Linked DNA regions of Mus musculus: region 1 is linked to region 2. A link is a contact called in public HiChIP or PLAC-seq data. All regions are on one chromosome and are shown on one strand. Each heading gives the region's core, a stretch centred on a gene start, on an enhancer-like site or on the middle of the called end of the contact. The rest is flanking DNA. Distances are from core to core; before and after follow the strand shown.

Region 1 (3,637 bases), core at 976-3,475, 220 kb after region 2:
GGTTTAAATAGAGAAAGAACTGGAGCAAATGGGCAAGAGTCTTGATCAAAGTGTGATCCGAAGGCTCACTATCTTAGTTCTGGTTCTCAAAGGTGGACCAATAAGGCCTTGTTGATGGAGCAGAGTAATCTCATTCCCACAAGATGATTACCCTGCTGCAAAGTGTTGCCTCGACATTAAAGATAATCACCCTCATTGGTGTGGTTGTTTATTCTACTTTGTTCTACCTAGAATCCAAGGTGGCTATGCGTCTTGGACAATGAGCCTTTGTGCTGTCAGCCTGGAAGGGGTGTGAGATAAGTTAGTGTTGTGACCTTTGTCCTCTAGTCAGTACTCAGCTGTTATCTTGAAATCAGAGCAGCACTGACTGCTTGCAGGAGATACTCACAAGATCAGACTTGTTAGTATTCCTTCATTGATGGGAAGAAGGGGTTGTGAGTAAGTTCACAAGACACAGGAGACCCTCAGTCCTCTTAGAGGATATATGCTTTCAATGTTCCCAAAGGGAGGCTTCATTTCAGTGGACCATTTCAGTGGTCGAGATGCGTATAAGATACGCATGCTCCTGGAAGTAACCCCAGTTAATCACTGGCTGTCCAAGGTAGACTTAGATGAGGTTGTTCTCTGGGTTTTGTTGGTGTCTCCTCTGGGAGTGAATAGATATTTGTTCATGTCTCCATAGGAAAAACTTATACAACAGATAGTGATCACCGTTTCTTGGATATACTGAGTGATTAACATGCTTTTGCAGAGGAGAAAGCTGCAGAATAAAAGAGAAACTCCAGGCTTCTGTTCTGGTTTTAGCACCTTGTAGGCTCAAATGAGGAGACATTTAATTATTTAGTCATTTAGCATGACTGGTGTATAATATAATGCTTTATAAAGAATGACCATTAAAATACCAGAGGCTTCCTGTAATCCCAGCATTGGGGGAATATGAAGCAGGAAGGTCTTGAATTTGAGGCCAGTCTGGACTAATTAATGAATCCATGTCTCAAACTATTTTATTTATTTGTGCGAGAAATTTTTTTCATTTTTCCTATTAAAGATAACTAGTCCACCAAAGCCTAAAACTTCATAAGTCTTCCCTACCTTGTAAAACCTTTATGAATTTTTTTTTACTGTCCCCAATGTGGTAAAACTTGCTTATGCACAGGTCTCTCTGCATTCCAGGAATGTGATGGCCTGGAGTGGCTGACCTCTGTTCCCTTTCCTTCATTTCCTTTGCACAGATTCTTCTAAGAGCAGCCAGCATGAAAAGATTGTAAGATTGGGTCCCAACGAATGGGAAAAGAACAGTTACCAGTGTACTACATGAAAGGCCAAGCAAAATTGTTGCTCTGCTGTGCTTGCGCTGTCTGGTTTGGATCTTGACACACCTTTTTATGCAACATGAAATTGCTTCGCTGAGTAACTTTTGCTGTTTGTGTGTGTGTTTTTTCTAAGACACTAAGAATATTTGTTTCTACCAATTTCATTTTATATTAGGCAATGAAAGCTTAACATTTCATCACCAATCAAGTTGTTCTAGAATCTGAAGTTTATACCTTTTACTGCTTTTTGTTAATATCTTAATATTCACATTATAGGAAAAATTAAGAGAGACCTGACAATTCAATTCTATTTCCACTTAAAGTATGGAAATCACTGGGAGGTTTGGTCAATTCATAAGAGTTACACACTGTCACCTGGTTTTCAAACCCTAACTATCTCAACACTTGAAACTTGCCCCCTCCATGCTTATATCTTCACATACTTCCACATATATACACACTGTAGGATATACTGAAAAATTGAGATGTGTAAATATAGCTAGTCAGGTACTAGAAAGTTTGATGGTCACTAAGGAGACTTTTTCCTTATAAAACCAGGGCCAGAAACAACAGGACTTTGATTACTGGTCAAAAGAGAAAGATCCGAGCTGTGTCTCTGGCACTGGGCAGAGACATGTCATTCTAAACTGCCCCAAAGATCATAGGATCACTCTCTAGCCAAAAGCTTCCTGGTAAGGAACAAATACAGACTATTGTACCTTCCCATAAGAATTTATCAAAATGGCCTGTCAGCCAGCCAGGCAGGAAAATGCCCTTAGGAAAGGCATTTGTTCTGGGGATTTCAAGAAAAAGTGTAGAGCTTTCCTAGAAATGCAGGATTACATAATGGGGTGTTGACCGCCCTCACCCAACTCTGCAGTCTCCATGGCCCATCTGCATTCATTCAGTGGAGGTCACAAGGATTGAGGAGAGGCCAGAACAAGATCTCAGTAAAAGCTGGGAGCCAGAGCCAGAGCCAAAGAGCACAGGACCTCCATGTAAACACCAGGTCCCAGTGGTCCCAGACTCCTTAGCCCCAGCACTTTGCCCTGAGCTTTTCCTAGCCTCAGGCTATCTCTACCCCTGGTCACTTGCACTTTCTGTCTTCTGTGGCTTCTCAAAGTCCCTACCTTTCGAATTGAGTCATAACTAGAGTCATTATGCTTTCTCTACTTTCAGACTCTGCTTCTTCTCCCTCCCTCCCTCCCTTCCTTCCTTCCTTCCCTCCCTCCCTCCCTGCTTGCTTCCTTCATTTTTCTTCTTTCTCCCTTTCTTTCTTTCTTTCTTTCTTTCTTTCTTTCTTTCTTTCTTTCTTTCTTTCTTTCTTTCTTTCTTTCTTTCTTTCTTTCTTTCTTCTCATTTTTTTAATTAGGTATTTTCCTCATTTACATTTCCAATGCTATCCCAAAAGTTCCCCACACCCTCCCACCCACCCACCCCCAATTTTTGGCCCTGGTGTTCCCCTGTACTGGAGCATATAAAGTTTGCAAGTCCAATGGGCCTCTCTTTCCAGTGATGGCCAACTAGGCCATCTTTTGATACATATGCAGCTAGAGTCAAGAGCTCCGGGGTACTGGTTTGTTGATAATGTTGTTCCACCTATAGGGTTGCAGATCCCTTTAGCTCCTTGGTTACTTTCTCTAGCTCCTCCATTGGGGGCCCTGTGATCCATCCAATAGCTGACTGTGAGCATCCACTTCTGTGTTTGCTAGGCTCGGCATAGTCTCACAAGAGACAGCTATATCTGGGTCCTTTCAGCAAAATCTTGCTTCTTTCTTTCTTTCTTTCTTTCTTTCTTTCTTTCTTTCTTTCTTTCTTTCTTTCTTTCTTTCTTTCTTTCTTTCTTTCCTTCCTTCCTTCCTTCCTTCCTTCTTTCTTTTTTCTTTCTTTCTTCCTTTCTTTCTTTTGCCCCTAAAGTTTTCCCACTTAAAAGACACTGTCTTACATAGAGAACAAAGGGTACAAGTGGCCTGCCCAAAGTCTAGAGCTGCTGCCATGCAGAGTGGGATTGTTTTTGCTAGGAAAGAACATAGCCTGGGGTCAACATGAATGGCAGCTCCCAGTACTCCATGCCTTCCCTGATGGAGTGGATTAAGCTAATTCCCTGGAGACTAATTGCATAGACCTGGATCTCTGTCTTCTGCTGTTTCTGGGTTAGGCTGAGGTTTCTGAAGCCCGGGAGATTTAACCTGGGCTTTTGGCTCCTTTAAGGGCATTTGGCACCCTATAAAAGCTGCTCATTAAAGGAAACAGTAGGACTGCTTTCCTTGTTAATAGTCTGGCCATGGAAAGTTGACCCATGCAGAGTGTTTGGAGGTGGAAGG
Region 2 (3,292 bases), core at 114-2,613:
AAAAACAAAAAACAAGTTGCGGAGGCTTCTGAAATACTAACTAGACCAGGAGTGAGATGATCTTGGGCAGAGGGCAGAAGAACATGGTATCCAAGAGATTCTGAGGCCTTGTCTATAAAGTCTGAGCGCCACTGGTCTTTCTTTTTAAAGTTCTCTTTCAACCTTATAGTGAGGAAATTCATCTTTCTTAAAACTTGTCTGTATTTATTTATCCATTAGCATAACTTTAGAGTATATGGATTCAACCTGACTTTATTATTATTTAGCATATTCTTTAATGTAGAGATGGTAGATTTTTTTTTTTTTATTTAGGAAATCGGCTAGCTTTTCGTTAATTTATTTACATTTTCTTTTTTTTTTATTTGCATGAGGTGGCTAGTTAACTTTATACAGTATAGATATTTTAATGCTCTTCTTGCTCTAATGTAATGGGTTCATTAAAAATGTGTACAATCTAGAGTAAAAACAACCAAAGGCCTAGGAGAAAGCAAGAAAAGAGGCACTGAGAATGCTGATTTTTTTTTTTCTATAAACATTATGTGGGAAAAAGGAAGGGATGCTGATAGTTAACACACAAGTTGTTTCTGGTGTCTCAGGGGCAGTCAGCTGGCACTCAAATGTTCTCTTCCAGTGCTGGTTAACCGGCACCTCCTTGGCTGGACTCCTCAACATCCTTGTGTTTAGGGAGAAAGAAGTCTGATTGGTGTCATGGATGATTAACCGCTAATTTAGCTCCCAAGTGTGAATGAAAAAGGGTACTAAGATCTCAGAGGTGATGTGAGATACAGGAGGGGTCACGCTGTTTTAATTTAGTGCACGGTTGAACTCAAAAATTTGGATCAGATAGAAAGAAATGTTTCTCCCTCCTTTTCGACCCCCACCCCCACCCCCATTTCTTTCCTCTGTTTGCAAAGCTCTCAGTGCCCTTGCCCTTAAGAACAGCGAAGAGTCATTTGACACGTCTGAAAGCTGGAGGCGAGTTTTACTTTTCAGGTCATCCAATTTAGGAGATCCAATTTCTGCGGAGGGGAGAAAAAAACTGGGTGGGGGAGGGAAACAGCAGACTCCTGGTCTTCCGATCTGTCTACCTTCAATACACAACCTGACATGCAGATCCAGCCAAGTCAGGGCTTTTACTTGAACCTCCACTACCAGCCCCAGCAGCAGCAGCACAACCTTGTCACTCATTCCAGAGAAACACGCCCCATTCCTCTTGACCAATAATGGCTCCACTGCCTGCATAGTAATGAGCTCGAGACCTCCCCTGACCAATAGCGCTCCCGGAGCGGGGTTAGTTTTGCATGTACCTAAATGATTTGCATAACCCGGCGGCCAGGGGCTCCCGAGGCGAGCGTGCAACCCTAGAAGGGAAAAGGACGCGCGGAGCGGGAGCCGCCTCGGGGAGAGCGCGGACAACCAGGGTGTTTGTGAGAGCTGGGGCGGGGGTTGGGACGCCTGGCCGGCATGGCTGGAGGCTGCGCTCCGCAACCTTGAGGAGCTGTGCGGCTGGAGGAGGCCCGGGACAGGAGGCGGCGGCGATGGCAGCGCGCGGCCCGGGCAGCCGCTCTGGGCCGGGTCGGCTGGCCTGAGCCGCGGGGCTGCCGGTGCGCGTCCATGGAGCAGCGGGAAGGGAGAAACTGCGGAGCGCCGCGTCCTAACGCTCCGGCGGCAGACTGCTGAAGGAAGCGAGCGCACGCGGACCGCCGAGGGACGGCGCCCGGGCCCCGAGCCCCGCAGGCCGGCTGCCCCTGGTGCGGCGCGGTGCGGCGGAGGGCAGCGGAGGCGAGTCGAGCGAGAGGAGCCGCGGGAGAGGCGGGCGCGGGCGGCGGCCGCAGCAATGCCGGGCCCGCTGCGGCTGCTCTGCTTCTTCGCCCTGGGGCTGCTCGGCTCGGCCGGGCCCAGCGGCGCGGCGCCACCTCTCTGCGCTGCGCCCTGCAGCTGCGACGGCGACCGTCGGGTGGACTGCTCCGGGAAGGGGTTGACGGCGGTACCGGAGGGGCTCAGCGCCTTCACCCAAGCACTGTGAGTGCGGGCGACCGGGCTGCGGGTTGAGGGACCCGCGGGCGCTGCGGGGCGGAGCCAGGGCTCGACCCCAGCCCCCAACCCCAGCGCCCTGGGGGTGCACGAATCACCTGTGTGTGTGTGTGTGTGTGTGTGTGTGTTGGAGGGTCAGGGGGATTGGCCCCCTTTCCCGTATGCTGGCCTCTCCAGACTTAGCCACTTTGAATCTGAACCTCTAGGAGCTTTTTCTTTTTGCAGCTTTTTTTTGGGGGGGGGGGTGCAATTACTACCTCCTACCCCCCACCCCCCACCTCAAATCGCAAGTGCATTTAGGGCCAGGAGGGAGGATGCTGGAAACGCTTGCCCTTGGCAGCCTTTCACGTGACCTCTTCCCCCATGCGGCCCCCTGTTCGGCTGGCAAAACTTTGGCCACGGATGAGGGCGCCTAGAACTTGGCCTGCGTTTGCCGACCAGGCACGTTCCATGGGGAAGCACCTGAATACCCCCAGGGTTCCCGCAGGCGGAGTGAAGAAACACCTGTACCTAAGAAGGGGAATCGCTTTCCAGTTTGGCCCCGTCCTGCCTGTGCAGTGTGACACCTTAGCTCAGATCCACTCGGGACTCATTACCACGAGCAGAGCCCAGGGAGGAGGAGAAGGATTCGGCCTACCCTGGGCGGGGATCCTTAGTGAATAAGGCATTTAAAAGAAGGAATGCTGACCTGAGGTAGAGAATGTTGGGAGAGAAAGTTCTAGAGCATGTGATCAGTGCAGTCTGTAAGGTGGGCAACCGTTTTCCGCCTGTACCTTCAGCAGAGCCTTTCGTGTGAGCTGCCTGTGGTCAGGAAGAGTAGCATAGATGGTTCTGACCCTCCCCACCTCCTTCCCCAGAGACCCAGAGAGCCTTTAGCATCTCAGGGAAGAGGGGGAATCTGAAATAGGTGTTGGAGGTGATGTTGGCAAATGCCACCCGTAGAAAAAGAATGGGGTAATTGAGCGGAGGGCAGCTTGTATGGCCCTTTCAGCCTTCTCGTGTTGTGTGGCCTATTGCATGATTAAATCAGGAGCAGTCAAAGACCTGCTAGAGAGGAAGGGGCCCCGAGAGGCCCTCTGGCAAAGGAAACTTCCTTTTTACCTTCAAGCTATCAAAAGAGACCTCTTAGGCGTAGCTTTAAAGGAATAACAGATCGTGTGAAGGGAAAACTCCCTTTTAGGCAAGCTGGGGCATCACTGTATTTCCAGGTGGGTGGTGCCGAGGCATTCGGCTGGCCCTCTCAGGTTGGGGATGTGGA

Evidence for each region. HiChIP or PLAC-seq counts read pairs in DNA pulled down with a chosen protein or histone mark.
Region 1: a contact with region 2 is called in an H3K4me3 HiChIP or PLAC-seq map of neural tube, with 5 times the contacts expected there. The contact joins the enhancer-like site here to the promoter of Lgr4 in region 2. A contact is called at or near these places in 14 of 39 promoter capture datasets (the 3T3-L1 cell line, 3T3-L1-derived adipocytes, the C10 cell line and 9 more), 1 of 484 Hi-C or Micro-C datasets (nephron progenitors), 6 of 115 datasets of contacts at active chromatin or transcription factors (astrocytes, craniofacial prominence, embryonic limb bud and 3 more) and 1 of 9 other capture datasets (adipose tissue).

Annotation. Positions count from the first base shown.
Region 1 is chr2:110,131,491-110,135,127 of GRCm38.p6, forward strand. It overlaps a transcript of Ccdc34 not described here. Among named protein-coding and RNA genes, the nearest start is that of Gm30258, 62 kb to the left of the region's middle. Within about 2 kb of position 2,226, at least 10 of the 459 cell types and tissues checked have an H3K27ac peak or open chromatin away from gene starts, as enhancers often do.
Region 2 is chr2:109,916,284-109,919,575 of GRCm38.p6, forward strand. Lgr4 (leucine-rich repeat-containing G protein-coupled receptor 4) reads left to right here and starts at 1,364. Exons shown (of 18, transcript NM_172671.2): 1 at 1,364-2,022. The coding sequence starts at 1,838.